Regions from separate parts of the Mus musculus genome. Here all the other regions are linked to region 5. The links are chromatin contacts, called in public Hi-C, HiChIP or PLAC-seq and promoter capture Hi-C maps. All regions are on one chromosome and are shown on one strand. The core of a region is the stretch at or near the end of the contact, and the rest is flanking DNA. Distances in the headings are between cores, read along the strand shown.

Region 1 (2,700 bases), core at 185-2,684, 1.1 Mb after region 5:
ATCTGAGATGCTAGTGCACTGTCAATCTCCCTTTGTTACCTAGCATCTCCCAGACAAGCATCTACTTTTCTTACCTCTATCCTTTTGCTTTCCCTTTGCCATACCTGAAGTGCCCCCTCCCTCTATTTTATACCTGGAAATTTTTTATTTATCCCTCACACCCACCTGGAAAGTGGTGTCTCTCAATCAGTAGGCCACTGTCACATTCACTGTCTTCCCTGACAATGCTCAGCCACAATGCTGGCCACCCGCATCATCCCAGTCTCTTTGCTTGTGATCTGTACTTTCTGGACATGCCTCAAGGGCAGAGACTATGCCCAGGATGCAGCAACCTACCTGTGAGCTCCTGGAAAGAGGTGTAAGGCTTCAAGCCAAACCTCTTTCGGTATTCATTGAAGGGCTGTAGGCGCATCTCTCGGGACTCCTTGATGACATCCACAGCCACATGCAGAACATGATAGTCAAAGTTCCTACCTCCACCAATCTGTAAGAGATTAGCATGCTGTCAGTCTCAGAATCAGGTCAAACTCTTTTACTGTCCTGCGGAAGGTCTCAGAGAAGAACTCCAAGGCTCCGGTTCTTTCTGAACCAGGACAGAATCTGGTGTAGCCCAGTGATCGTGATGCTGCAGTCTGGCTCTAGCCCTACCCTGCCGTTCTCACTTAGAGGCCCACAATGTGTCTGCTTCCTCAACACTGAAGTGTGCAGCACTTCACTTTCCAGTAACTTGAGTTCCTTGGAGTCACACCAACAGGTAGTGTCATCTTTATTGAAAGAAAGAAAAATAAAGTCCCCATGAAAATGAAGACTCCAGATCCCCGGGGCCTGTTGGACAGCCTACCTAGCTCACTAGGTAAGCTACAGGCCAAGTAAGAAACAAGGTGAGCAGCTCCAGAAGAGTGACACACACATCTGACCTCTCTCTCTCTCTCTCTCTCTCACACACACACACACACACACACACACACACACACACAGAGGAGCCCATAAAAAGTCATAAAAACTAAGGAGCATCAGTTTTAAGGAAGTTCTATTTCTCCTGAAATAATCATGTATAATTGAGCAGGAAAGAAAAGCATAACTGAATTGAAATCATATGGCTCAGAGCAAAGCAAGCTTGGAACAGCATGCAGAGAGTGGGTCCAGCCCCAGCTCTACCCATTCCAAGCTGTGTGGCTGGACTTGTGCCCCTCAAAGATGCACTAAAAAGTCTGACCTGCAGCACCCACAATCGTGACCTTAGCTGAAAATAGTCTCAACTTATTGGTGGCTTAGCTTTGCACACTTTCTATCACCCACAGGCAATTACGATCTGATAATATTCAATGGAAAATTCCAGAAACAAACAATTCCCAAGTTTTAAATTGCATGCTATTCTGAGTAGTGTGATGAAATCTAATGAGGACTCTCTCAATCCTGCCCAGGATGTGAATCATCCCTCTGTCCAGGATATCTGCACTGCATAAGCTCCCTGGGCTGTCAATCACAGAGCATCTGTTAGTTATCAAGTCAACGGTCCTGATAGCTGAGAGTTACACCCAGGTAACCCTTATGCAATAAACTAAATATCTTATACCTATGTCATTCATCACATCCCATGTGCTTGTGTAGACACAATGTCAACCCACATCATCTCAAGAGGGGTGAGTAATGTATACCACTGAGAAAGACCTCATTACATACTTTATTACAGAAAATTGTTTTACAATTATTACTATGTCTCTTACTAATTTATAAGTTGATTCAAGTTAATTCAACCTAATTTATAAGTTAAACTTCACCGCAGTTTGTTTGTATAGGAATAAATATGGTTTAGTACTCTACCATTTCAAACATCCGTGCCAGGGGGGGGAGGGTGTGCCTTAGAATGTATTCCCTATGGATAAGAGAACAATATAGTCTTCATGGGTGTAGGCAAAATAAAGTCATGCTTCATTAGGAAAGATCCTAATCCAAGAAGTGATGCCTTGCTTGTTTATGTTTGATTTTTGAGACAGGGTCTCAGATAACTCAGGCTGGCCTGGAACTCATCATGGAACTAGAATGACATTGAATTCCTAATCTTCCTCCTTCCACCTCCTGAGTGCTGGGATTACAGGAGTGTGTCTCTGTGCCCAGCCCAGTGGTCCCTTTTAAATGATCCTAGAGACATAGAGAAGACACTATGTGATAAGGTGATGGAGGCAGACAGTTGAGCGACCCTTCTACAATCCAAGAAATACCAGAAACTGTAGGATCACCGTGGGGAAGACATGGAACAGATCTCCCATTAGAGCCCCAGGGAGTGTTAGCATGACCCTGCTGCCGCCTAACCATGAGAGAATATGTACGTCTCTGTTACCTTCAGCCACCTGCTCTGAGGCATTTTGTCGGAAAACCCCAGTACACAAACACAAGAACAGTCTAAGTTTGTGTTTCCTCATATGCAAAAATAGGGAAAGTGAGAGCATCCACCTGATATGGTTGTGGTAAAATAAAGGAGATGAGGAACAAAGCAGTATCACAGTGTGGTCCCATGGCAACACCCCAGACAGTAGCCATCCGCAGTGACATTAGAGAAAACCCTGCTTTGTCCATCTCTGCTCCGTTTTACTATCCTGAGAGTCAACACCTGCTATCTTCTGGCAATTTCAAAACCCAACCTTTCACACACTCCACAGTCACCTAACCCTACACAAAGGCTACTATCACTTCTCGAAC
Region 2 (2,700 bases), core at 58-2,557, 1.1 Mb after region 5:
TCATAAAATGAAGCAAAGTTTCTTCTGCTTCTATTTTGTAGAATAGTTTGAAGAGTGTTGGTATTAAGTATTCTTTGAAAGTCTGGTAGAATTCTACATTAAAACCATCTGGCCCTGTGCTTTTTTTTTTTTTTTTTTTTTTTTTGGGTTGGAAGACTTTTTTCCTTAGGGTATATGGGTTTATTGGAATTATTTATCTGATCTTGATTTCCCAATTTTGTGTGGTATGGCTTTTTGAAGTATGACCTAATGATTCTTTGGATTGCTTTAGTGTCTCCCTTTCCATTTATGATTTTATTAATTTGGATATTCTTTCAGTATCTTTTACATAGTTTTAATAAGGGTTTACCAATTTATTGGTTTTCTCAAAGAACCAACTCTTTGCTTCCTTGATTTTTTTGTCTTTTTCTCTTTGTTTCTATTATATTGATTTCAGCCCTTAATTTGATTATTTCCTGCCATCTACTCTTCTTTGGGTATTGTGATGATTTGAATAGGAATGCCTCCCCCCCCCCAAAGACTCATGTGTTTGAATGTTTGGCCCATAAGGAGTGGCACTATTAAAAGGCATAGCCTTTTTAGAGGAAGTGTACCCCTGTGGGGGAGGGCTTTAAGGTCTCCTATTCTCAAACTATACTGTCTCCTTCTGTACACCATCTCCATCTGCTGCCTTCAGAGCAAGATACAGAACTCTCAGCTCCTTCTCAAGCACCATGTCTGTCTGCATGCTACCATGCTTCTCAACATGGTGATAACTGACTGAACATCTGAAACTGTAAGCAAGCTCCAATGAAACGTTTTCCTTTATATTTCTTTTATATTTCCAAGTTGCCATGGTCATGGTGTCTCTCCCTAGCTAAGATGGGTGTCTTTGTTCTGTTTGTTCTGGAGCTTTCAGGTGTGCTGTTAAGCTGCTAGTGAGGAACAATTACACAACTTTACAAACGGGTTTGTACTGGACAGTGTAAACATTCCTAGGCACTGCCCTTGCTAGTGAAGACATTCATGCCACATCTCCAGCAGAACTGAAGAAGTTGACTAAAAAGAAAGACCCAAAGGAAGTCTTTGATTATAGTGAAACACAATAACCAATGTTGGGCCACAAATCACCACAACTGAGGAGTCCTCATTCATCTAAGTTTTCACTGTCTGTGGTTTTGGTACAGAGACTGTTTTAGATAAAAAAACAGTTCATACACTTGAGATGATGTAACATGATAAGTAATGTGATGAGATCTGCTGTCCTACTCCATCCTGTCCAAAGCATGACTCATCACTCTGTCCAGCAGAGCCACGCTTGTATACATTTCCCACCCACTAGTCACTCAGTAATGCCCTTGGTTATCAGATACAGACATACTGTCGTGATATCACAGTGCTTGTACTCAGATAACCCTTGTCTTTCGTAACAATGGCCCCAACATGCATGAGTCATTTTTGTGATATGTCAAAGAGAAGTTGTAAAGTGTTCTTAACTTTGGGGTTCTGAACTTTGGTACAGATATTATGTGGGGGGAAAAACATAGAATGAATAGATAGATAGAGATGATAGATAGATAGATAGATAGATAGATAGATAGATAGATAGATAGATAGATAGATAGCATTTTAGTTTGAGTCCCAGTGGTTTTCTTATTTTATTTTATTTTGTTTTGTTCATTGACCTTGGGTTTGTGCCATAAGCCCTCAATCACTGAGCTAAATCCCCAAACTTGTTTAAGTAGCATTTGATTCAGTTTCAGTCATCCACTAGGGATCTCAGAATGTAGTTCATACGGATAAGAGTGGAGACTACTTAAGATTAATGCTATAAGCCAAGGTTTGAGATACAACTGGGTACCAAGGTATAAGGCACAGGGATAACTAGGTTCACTGGGGTTTGCTCCTTCAACTGAGACAAATGGGGAACAACACAAATCAATATTCATGCAATGTCTGATGCCCAAGAAGGAAATATTGGCAAGACATTATTGTCACATACCAATAATTATTTTTCCCCTGAAACTTCCAAAACAGTTGGGATACTTGGACTGGATTGCATTGGTAATTGAGTAGCAATATCTTGGGAGCATAGTTCAGTTTTGGATCATGAAGTACACTCGAATTAGACTGGCACTATAAGTGTTCTTGGCAGCAACACTCATGACAGCATATACCATGCTGGTAGTCTGTTGTGCTAAATGGAACTTGGGAGGTTGGGAATTTGATTTTTTTAATCAAAATATTTATATTTTGATGTTTTTGAGTGTTACTGTGACATGCAAAGTTACAAGAAGAGAAAAATGCCCAATGAAATATGATAACAAGAGTGCACAAAATAGAACCTTTCTATTACCTGAACTATAAAGTATATTCGCTTTTTAAATAGTAAAGGGGATATCACTTTGGTTATCCATTTAATGTAAAATAATTTCTGATTCAAGTGCCAAATCAACAATAGAAGACTGATTAATGTTTCTAGATTCTATCTAAGTAAAAAAAAAAAAAATGGACTGCCTGGATCTACTTCCTATATGAACTAAGAAGAATAATGAAGCCACTCATTCATTAGAGACTGAATCATATTTCTGTGGTGAGTACTAATTACTTTTCTCATCCAACCTCAACTTCTTTCACTGCATTAATTAATACTGTCACCGAGCAAGAAAATCTTCTTAAATATCCACTTTATGCAACACATTCCATCTCTTAGGGATAGAG
Region 3 (2,700 bases), core at 165-2,664, 1.2 Mb before region 5:
AAGCAAGAACCTTCCCAAATGTTTGCCGTGGGGCCCTCTGCCAGAGAGTGACTCACTCCTCCGCTCCCCACAGGCATATTTTATTTGGGGGTGGGGGATCCAGGGAGAGCCTGGCCCCGGTGGGGGAGGGGAACAGTTTCAACACGTCCAGAAGGTGGGGATATTTTTTCTTCTCCAGTTTTCGGGACAAAGAGGAAAAAAAAAATGAACATGGGTCTTTTTTTGTTTCCTTCCAGGTTTTGTCTTCTGGACGACGATGTCCAAAGTTCACTGGTTAAGTTTCTCCTGTTGGGAGTCAGGCACCCATTCAATGAAATTCTTCTCCCATTAGCAATAGGGTTTTTAACATGCCCTTTTACACACACCAGGCTCCTGTGAGGACATTTTCCCCTCAAAAAGTCACCCTGCATTTTGCAAGTGGAGTGAAACTTTGTACATAAACTTTCTAAAGTTTGCTCTAACGCAGTTAAAACTTTCAAACACACATGCACAAACTGTCAATCAAAACTTCACGGACAGCCCTTAGAGGATGTGTCCCAAGCATGCTGTCACCCATTTGTTATGGCCCTCTGGGGCTCGGTTAAATCAGGGAAATATGATTAACTTAGAGGAGCAGGCAGAGAGGACAAGTATCTGGGGCCCTGGGTCTCCCTAGGGCCTAACCCCTAGGTATGGGGAACAGAGTCCAAATCTGGCCTAGCTAGAGACAGCCACGAACAAAGCCAGGGAACTAAGACATATTTAGAAAACCTCAATTCAAGTTCAGCGCAGCCCCCTCCTCAGCCTGCGTGGCCATGCAGAGTTCTGCCAAGGCCGGGCTAAGAGGCTTCCAACCAAAGTCAGAACCTGGGGATCTGCGGACTCACAGAATCCGGCCCAGCACCCTCTCTGGACAGGGTCAGCCGGCACATCACACACACACCGGCCTGCAGTGTGGAGTGCACAGTCTGGATCCTAAACACACTCTCGTATGGAATTTGTACACTTTTGCCCGTGCACGTGTGCACACACTCACTCGGGAACGTTCAGACACGTGGGCACACGTACTCCTTGGCATCCACGGTAAACACTCGATAAACGGATAAACCGAAGCCGAGCCCGTCCACCCGCACTGGTCCACCCCAAACTCACAGCCCGGGCCCCTGATGTGCACACGCACGCACTCCCGCGCAGCTGGGCGGATGGAGCCCGCCGCGGACACCTCGGCCTCCTGCGGGCGTCCCCGCCGACTCCCCGGGCACGCGCGCGCGCCCACAACGCCTCGGGTGACAGTCCCACGCCCTGGCCCGCGCCCCTCGCTGGTCCCAGGCCACTCACCGGCGCTGGCGGCTCTCTCGGCGGCGGGCGGAGCGCGGGTCACACGCGAGTTGGCGGCGCTGCGGCCGCAGCTAGTCCGCTTGGTTCAGCCGCCGCTTCTGCGCGCGCCCGCGCGCCCGCCCCTCCCCGCCGCGGGGCCGCGCCGCCCCCTGCGCCCGTGCGCGCGGCCGCCACGCAGGCTAGGGGGCGCCGGGGGCGCGCTCCCAGCCTGGGTGCCTGATCGTCCAACTCAGGTTGGAAGACTGAGCCTCAGACTCCAAACCCTGGGCACTGAACCCCTCTGCGCGGGCTCTAGACTTTATAAGATGCAGATTCGCTGGGTAACCAATTCGTGGACCCTTCCCCACACCCATGGATTCCTCATCAGCTGACATTGCTCCTCTCACAGCCCTCGCAGGACCGAAATTGACCCATTCACAGAGTGCAGCAGGAGGTGAAGTTCAGTTGATAGCATGCTTTCCTAATCTCAGCACTAGGGAAATTGGGCACCTGTAATCTCTGAATTAGGAAGGCTGAGGCAAAAATGTCTGAAATTCATTCATTCTTGGCTATATAGCAAATTCCAAGCCAGCCTGGGCTACATGAGATGTTGTCATTCATATTATATATATATATATATATATATATATATATATATATATATATATATATATATATATATATATGTATATATGTATATATGTATATATGTATATATATATATATATATATATATATATATATATCAGTGTGTACAATAGTACAGTGTACAAATAGTGCCCAGTACAGTTCCAGAAGTAGGCACCTAGGATAAATCCAAGTCCCTGCCCTCAAAGTGCCAGTATCTCCTGGGGATACTGCCTTCCTGGGAACTCCAGGCCAGCCAAGCATCAGTGTGCAGAAGGTTTTTAGGAGTAAGTGGGCCAGCCAAATACCCAGGAGCCTGGGGGTGGGGGTGGGGGTGGAGGTGGGGGGAATGACCTGAGTTTGATCCTCCAGACCCACACAATGGAACAAAAGAACTCCAGCAAATTGTCTTTAACCTCCCCATGTCTTCCAAATTCACACCAAGTGTTGTATGTTAAAAACAAAAAACAAAACAACAACAACAACAACTGCCTTCATCTATGCATACTTAACAACCCCACTAGGATGTCCAAGCTTCTCTGGGGAGCAATTAAGGTGACTCCCACTTCCCCTCAGGAAGGGATGCTCGTAGCTGGGACAGGTATTGCTGCTTCTGAGTGTTCTAGACTGTCTGTGTGCCCAAGCACCTGCCATCTGTCCATTAATCTGCTGTACATGTCTGGGCACGGGATAGCAACCTGCTGAGTATTCAGTTAACTAGTCTACTTGAGTCCACAGTAATCAGGCCCACAACCTATATTACTCCCCCTGCCTGCC
Region 4 (2,700 bases), core at 46-2,545, 1.1 Mb after region 5:
GCTTCCTTTCCAAAAACCCAGACTGTCACCTTTCTAGCACAGGTGTCCCCAGCTCTTTTTCTCACTCAAACCCCATCCTCCAGGAAGCCTGCTGTGATTCTCAGGCCACTCTGTCCTCTGAGTTCCAAGGTCCTGTAGTATCCCTTTCCCCCACTGCCAACCTTTCTTGGCCCCATTTTACAGATGGGCATCCAAATTGTAAAGAGAGGAAGGAAAGGTGGAGGGCAGGGGAAGTATGGGGGGGGCGGGGAGTAAATTATTTTTCTTTCCTAGAACCTGGTTCTGCCCTGAGGGAGAGAAGCGGGACAGAATTGCAGAACTGGCTTCTTTGAACCACTGCAGGTATTGAGAGTGACTGGATTAGGCTGATCCTGAATTCAAACCCTGAGCCCACTATGCATTATGTGACTTGGGGCTGTTATCGCACCTACTGAACCTCAATTTCCTGGTCACTATGTGCCCACTTCCCCATTCCCAGGATAGCTGGTGTCCCCCACCCCCATCCCTGTATCTACCGTTGGGGAGATAGGTTGAGCGTTAAGATAGACTCCCCAAAAGTTAGAGGCCAAAGAAAAGGAACTCAGTGTCCAGCCCGCCTTCCCCTTGGCGTCTGCCGCTTCCTCCCCAAGGAGCCCCCACAGGAAACCGCCGAGTTCTGGGGGGGGGGGGGGGGGGGGGTACAGAGGCTGCTTGGAAAGTCGGACCACATATCAGGTGAGAAGTTAAAGAACCTGTCTCTGCTTCCCCTGCCGACTCGGGATCTCAGTGGGCTGTGTGCCAGAGAGATCCCAGGTAGGCCCTAGCCATTCTCCAGGGACCCCATTCCATAACCTCAACACCCTATTCCCCGGCACCGCGAGCAGAAAGGGGAATCAGGGAGTCCGCCTGGAAGGGAGATGGACCAAGCCCACGGCGCAGGACTTGGAATTTTCACGGGCATCCGGCGGGGGCACCTACCTGGTGAGGGCACCCCAGGATCTGCGAGCAGGACCGAGGGTGTCGGCGGCAGCAGCAGGAGCAGCAGCAGGGGAAACCAGAGCGAGAGACTCCTTCCTGCAGAAGGAAGAGAGAGTTGAGCCTAGCGTTCAAGGCTCCGCCTGCAGGCCACCGAATTCCGGGACGCGTGGGGGCACCACTGGGGTCGGACTCACGACTCATGACTCTGGGAGTGGATGGATGTGCAATGCCAACGGCTGGCTCCTCGGGTGCAACTCCAGCACTGCCCCAGCACTGGCAGGTCCCCTCCCACCCATCTCACGGCTCCACCCCCACTCCTCCCTCCAGTTGTCACCTCTGACAGGCTGACCGCCAACTTCCTCTGCTCCAGCCTTAGCCAAGACGTTTTATTAATTACTGCATGGTGACTGCTCAGACCGTAACTCACGATCCTTGAGGTGCAAGATCTTTTTACAGTGTCAGAAATGCATCCATTTGGGATATAGCAAACTGAGGCTCTCTGAGGATGGGCACGAAGGAGGACAAGGCTTGTAGGCAGAACAAATGGTGGAAGAGGCTGGTTTGAACCATAGCTTGCTTGAAGAAGGATGAGGAGCAAGGAGGTGAGAAGCCATGCAGTCCAGTCCAGCCTGCACACGAGGTCCTGCATGGAAAACACGCTACTGCCACTCCTGCCCGCCAACAGAAGAGCTTCCTTCTCCGTTGAGCAGGCAGAGGCCAGGTCAGACATGAGGAGCTGTAATTTACATTCCTAATACACAGCCTGCCAGTTGGCTCACCTTTAGTCCTTGCTGGTCCTCGGTGTATTTATTTATAAAATGGACATGCAAAACCACCCTAGGCAGTGAGGGATACCCAGGGGGCCCCCACCTACTCAGAGGAGAAGTGTAGGGGGGAAGTGGGGGAAGGATTGTGGGAGGGGGTGGCCAGGAGGGGGCAGTGAGTGGGATGTAAAGTGAATTAAGTAAAAAATTAAAAAACAAAATTTTTAAAAGATACATATAAAGTAGATATCAAAAAATATGTATGGCATAAGGCAATTTTGTTTACTGATAGTTAAAGGTGAGGGGAGTTGTTTTAAAAGAAAATTATAACATTTGTATATTTTAATCCTTACACAAAATAAAATTAATGAGACATTTAAAAAAAACACCATAGAAAAAAATATACAGATCCCATGTGGCAGTGGCTACTCTGTGGTCAGAGAACCTTTTTCAAAGTTGCCCTAACTTAGATTCCAGGGCTAGCCAAATGCCACCCTCCAGCTGAATGGCCACTTGCCAGCCTTATAGGACCTAAGCCTTTGGGTCATTGGCTCCTTTGTACAGTGGGGGAAACTGAGCCTAGAAGGAGCAGAGAATAGGAGCAAAGCCACAGTGTCCTCGTCCTTTTCCTTGCCAGCTCTCTCCCTCAGTTTTCCCAGCACGCCCTCTGCCCACGCCCGCACCCAGAGGCATGGCTTGGTGGAAGGGCCCATTCATCCTTGTGCTGGCTCTCGGGCATCTCTGGGCTCAGGAAAGGAACAGGTAGGAAAGGTGGGGCCTGATGGGGTGCCCCTTTTGCTTCCAAACCAGAGCTGTTCCCATGCTCTACAGGGACAAAAGCCAACTGCTCTAGGGAAACTGAGCAAGCCAGGACAGACCAGGGGAAGAACTGGGGCCCTGGTATACTGAGACCAGCTTCAGTTTCTCCACATCCCCAGATTTAAGACCCCTCTGGTAACCAGCCAGCTGGGCAAGGGGC
Region 5 (2,700 bases), core at 13-2,512:
TAACAGGAGACAGTGGATTCGACCACGAGGCTTGGAAGCTAGGGGTTTTTATAGAAAAGGAGTGGGGCTGGGGGAGGAATTGGCGCGGTTTCACATGATTGGTCCATTTAAACATCAGCAGCCTGTAACATTTAACTTAGGTCAGAGGGGTGGGAGCTAGGGAGGCGATGGGCTTGCCCGGGCATGTCCTGGTCTGTTCTGCTATGTTCTCAGCCCCAGGTTTCAAAGCTCAGAAACAACTCTTTGGGCTATTTAACATACATTACATGAATTACAGTTTTATTTCCTTTCAGTTGACATCTTTCCAAAGAGACGGTCCAGGAAAAGCCCCAGGTCCCATTTGAGTTTTTCTCCACTCCAGCTCTTGCCTAGCCCTCAGGTTAGGTCTCCAGGTTAACTTGGGGGCACTGGGCACCCTTCAACCTGGGGGCCACAGTATGTTATCCCTGCACAGAACTTGCATGGCAGGGGTAGCAGTGGGGGTGGGATGGCATGGGGAGGTACCTTGCATTTCTGAGTCTAGCCCAAATACTAGCCCAATCCTGGGCCAAATGGGTGGACGTTGGAAGCTTAGTCAGGTCTGATGGCTCATCCAGCTCTCCCACTCCATCACCCCCACCACCCAGTTGGGGCAAGAAGATGAAATTCTAAAATGTGAACATAGACAAATTTGCAGTAACATCTAGGTGGTCCTAGAAACAGGAATCAAGAAACCCCCTTTTCAAATTAAGAGCCCTATCTTAAACGCTGCATTTTATACAAATCGAGCAAATTTGATATGTTTTAATTAGCACACGGTTTAATTTGCAATCTCACAGTTGTGTACAAGACACGCCAACTAAGCAGTTTGAAATCATTTGAGGTTTAACAAAAGTTTTCAAACATAGGGTAGTTTCCTTGACTTTTTTTTTAATCTAGAATTTTCAAAGGTAATCATTATACATAACTGTTGTAAACTCTGTAAACTACAGAGTCAACTATTTGACTAACATTAGTTGATAAGAGTTATTCAAATTTCTTCAGTTGTCCATGCTCGTTTCCAGTCCAGCAATCCAATTCAGGTTGTCATACAACTTCTGTTCTTTGAGTTACTTATTCTTGAAGAAGTTAATGTTTTCGAGTTATTTTTCGCCTTAATATTCCTTTGTAATTTGTCTCGAAACTTGGAACGTAAGTTAATAAAAATTTCATATTTAACTAGAAATACACATCTACGAGTTTTGTCCTAAGCTAAGACCCGTAGCTCCTCCTCAGACGCCGAGATAAGCTTCTTGTGATTGGGTAGCGTGCGTCCGCCGCGACGCCGGAAGGCCGTGTGATTGGTCCGCAGAGTCCACGGCAGCTTTTTCTCTGTCGCTCAAGGCTTTCGGCCACTTCTCTTTCTCTAGGCGAGCGTCCTTTGTTGGTGACAGGAGCTGCTAGTCTAGAAGGAGCAGACTGAGCGAGGCGAGGTAACTAACTGCGCAGGCGTCGGCAAGGAGGAAGCGGCGGGCCTAGACATGGGTGGGGCAGGAGTTTACGCGCCTTGGGCGAACTACTTTGCTTCCCGGCTCCTGGATCCCAATTCCTCTGTACTTCTCAAATTCCTTTGGAGACTCGGAGCGTCCCTCCTCAGTACCGCCCTCTTCACTGTGCCCTCCCCTGCCCTGTCCTCCTCGCTACTCCGCCTCCTCAGCCCCACCTTCCTTATGGCTCCGCCTTCTCCACTCCGTCCTTACAGCTCTGCTTTACTTAACATCCTGTCCCTGCCCTTTTGTCCCATAAGCTCCGCCTTCCTGGAAGCTTAGCCCCGCCCTTCTGTGTTCCACTTGTGCAGCCCTGTCTTCTTCACTGTCCTACTTTCTCTTAACACTCTTAACTGCCTCTCTTGGAAGCCTTTCACTGGCCCTGCCCATATCACTGCTCCTCCTTTTCTGTGCCTCTCCTTAGCTCCACCCTCTTCATGATCCTCCACCTCTTCAAGTTTACTATCCCCACTTGAGGTTTACTTTCTGCACTGCGGGTGCATGCCACTTCTGTCTGCCAGTGTTCTCACCTCTCAGCAGCCCAGTCTCCTCAGTACACTCCTCCTCTTCTGGCCCCGTTTTTCACTCATCGGACCGAGTTGTGGCCCTCTGGCACATCCCAGACAAGGAAATTGTAAAAGTTTTCTTCCTTCCCCTGGTGCTGGCACTTTCCTCTTGGTTGCTGTTCAGCGTGCACAGTGCTCTGTCCTGACTGGAATCTGCTGTGTGGGAGAGAGGTAAATTGTAATAGAGTAAATACCATATGTTAAGTCTCTTCTGAAGGCAGCGCAGTGTTGATATTTGGTATGCTTAGAGGAAGGACGTTTTTGTTTGTTTGTTTTTGTTTTTGACTAGTCATTCCTGCCGGAGTCTTTTTTTAATTTATTTTAATTAATTAATTAATTTTTTTTTTTTTTTTTTTTTTTTTTTTTGAGACAGGGTTTCTCTGTGTATCCCTGGCTGTCCTGGAACTCACTCTGTAGACCAGGCTGGCCTCGAACTCAGAAATCTGCCTGCCTCTGTTTCCCAAATGCTGGGATTAAAGGCGTGGGCCACCACTGCCCTGCGCTACTGGAGTCTTAAACAGACTTCTAAAGCACTGAACTGTACCTTTTCCCAAAACATCTGGGTCCTAGGTGTTCTTTAACCATCTGGCTCTTATTTAAGTTTTGTCGTGGAGACTTGCTGGTTATAA

The links. Promoter capture Hi-C pulls out the DNA fragments that hold promoters and counts their contacts. A called contact is a pair of places that touch in the nucleus more often than the background predicts. HiChIP or PLAC-seq counts read pairs in DNA pulled down with a chosen protein or histone mark.
Region 1: a contact with region 5 is called in an H3K27ac HiChIP or PLAC-seq map of the NIH/3T3 cell line, with 12 times the contacts expected there. The contact joins the enhancer-like site here to the promoter of Pdcl in region 5. A contact is called at or near these places in 7 of 39 promoter capture datasets (the 3T3-L1 cell line, the C10 cell line, the HPC-7 cell line and 4 more), 3 of 484 Hi-C or Micro-C datasets (the Ba/F3 cell line, adipose-derived mesenchymal stem cells and embryonic fibroblasts), 13 of 115 datasets of contacts at active chromatin or transcription factors (the NIH/3T3 cell line, acute myeloid leukemia, bone marrow-derived macrophages and 7 more) and 2 of 9 other capture datasets (embryonic stem cells and macrophages).
Region 2: a contact with region 5 is called in a Hi-C map of bone marrow-derived macrophages, with 13 read pairs. The contact joins the enhancer-like site here to the promoter of Pdcl in region 5. A contact is called at or near these places in 9 of 39 promoter capture datasets (3T3-L1-derived adipocytes, the C10 cell line, HPC-7-derived erythroid cells and 5 more), 2 of 484 Hi-C or Micro-C datasets (adipose-derived mesenchymal stem cells and bone marrow-derived macrophages), 8 of 115 datasets of contacts at active chromatin or transcription factors (the NIH/3T3 cell line, astrocytes, cardiomyocytes and 5 more) and 2 of 9 other capture datasets (embryonic stem cells and macrophages).
Region 3: a promoter capture Hi-C map of pre-B cells shows a contact between it and region 5, with 6 times the contacts expected there. The contact joins the promoter of Nek6 here to the promoter of Pdcl in region 5. A contact is called at or near these places in 3 of 39 promoter capture datasets (cranial neural crest, pre-B cells and second pharyngeal arch cranial neural crest) and 1 of 484 Hi-C or Micro-C datasets (B cells).
Region 4: a contact with region 5 is called in a promoter capture Hi-C map of 3T3-L1-derived adipocytes, with 23 times the contacts expected there. The contact joins the promoter of Ptgs1 here to the promoter of Pdcl in region 5. A contact is called at or near these places in 17 of 39 promoter capture datasets (the 3T3-L1 cell line, 3T3-L1-derived adipocytes, the C10 cell line and 11 more), 2 of 15 datasets of contacts at CTCF or cohesin (large pre-B cells and pro-B cells), 7 of 484 Hi-C or Micro-C datasets (B cells, the Ba/F3 cell line, adipose-derived mesenchymal stem cells and 3 more), 22 of 115 datasets of contacts at active chromatin or transcription factors (the NIH/3T3 cell line, acute myeloid leukemia, astrocytes and 12 more) and 3 of 9 other capture datasets (embryonic stem cells, macrophages and pancreatic islet).

Annotation. Positions count from the first base shown.
Region 1 is chr2:36,246,880-36,249,579 of GRCm38.p6, reverse strand. Ptgs1 (prostaglandin-endoperoxide synthase 1) reads right to left here. Exons shown (of 11, transcript NM_008969.4): 10 at 337-484. Among named protein-coding and RNA genes, the nearest start is that of Ptgs1, 18 kb to the right of the region's middle. Within about 2 kb of position 1,434, at least 32 of the 459 cell types and tissues checked have an H3K27ac peak or open chromatin away from gene starts, as enhancers often do. A contact at or near this core is called in the NIH/3T3 cell line, adipose-derived mesenchymal stem cells and pancreatic cancer cells, where this site is marked.
Region 2 is chr2:36,277,593-36,280,292 of GRCm38.p6, reverse strand. No RefSeq gene overlaps it. Among named protein-coding and RNA genes, the nearest start is that of Ptgs1, 49 kb to the right of the region's middle. Within about 2 kb of position 1,307, at least 20 of the 459 cell types and tissues checked have an H3K27ac peak or open chromatin away from gene starts, as enhancers often do. A contact at or near this core is called in adipose-derived mesenchymal stem cells, bone marrow-derived macrophages and pancreatic cancer cells, where this site is marked.
Region 3 is chr2:38,510,411-38,513,110 of GRCm38.p6, reverse strand. Nek6 (NIMA (never in mitosis gene a)-related expressed kinase 6) reads right to left here and starts at 1,414. Exons shown (of 10, transcript NM_021606.3): 1 at 1,318-1,414.
Region 4 is chr2:36,229,021-36,231,720 of GRCm38.p6, reverse strand. Ptgs1 (prostaglandin-endoperoxide synthase 1) reads right to left here and starts at 1,295. Exons shown (of 11, transcript NM_008969.4): 1 at 1,152-1,295; 2 at 958-1,053. The coding sequence starts at 1,158.
Region 5 is chr2:37,357,894-37,360,593 of GRCm38.p6, reverse strand. Pdcl (phosducin-like) reads left to right here and starts at 1,262. Exons shown (of 4, transcript NM_026176.3): 1 at 1,262-1,451.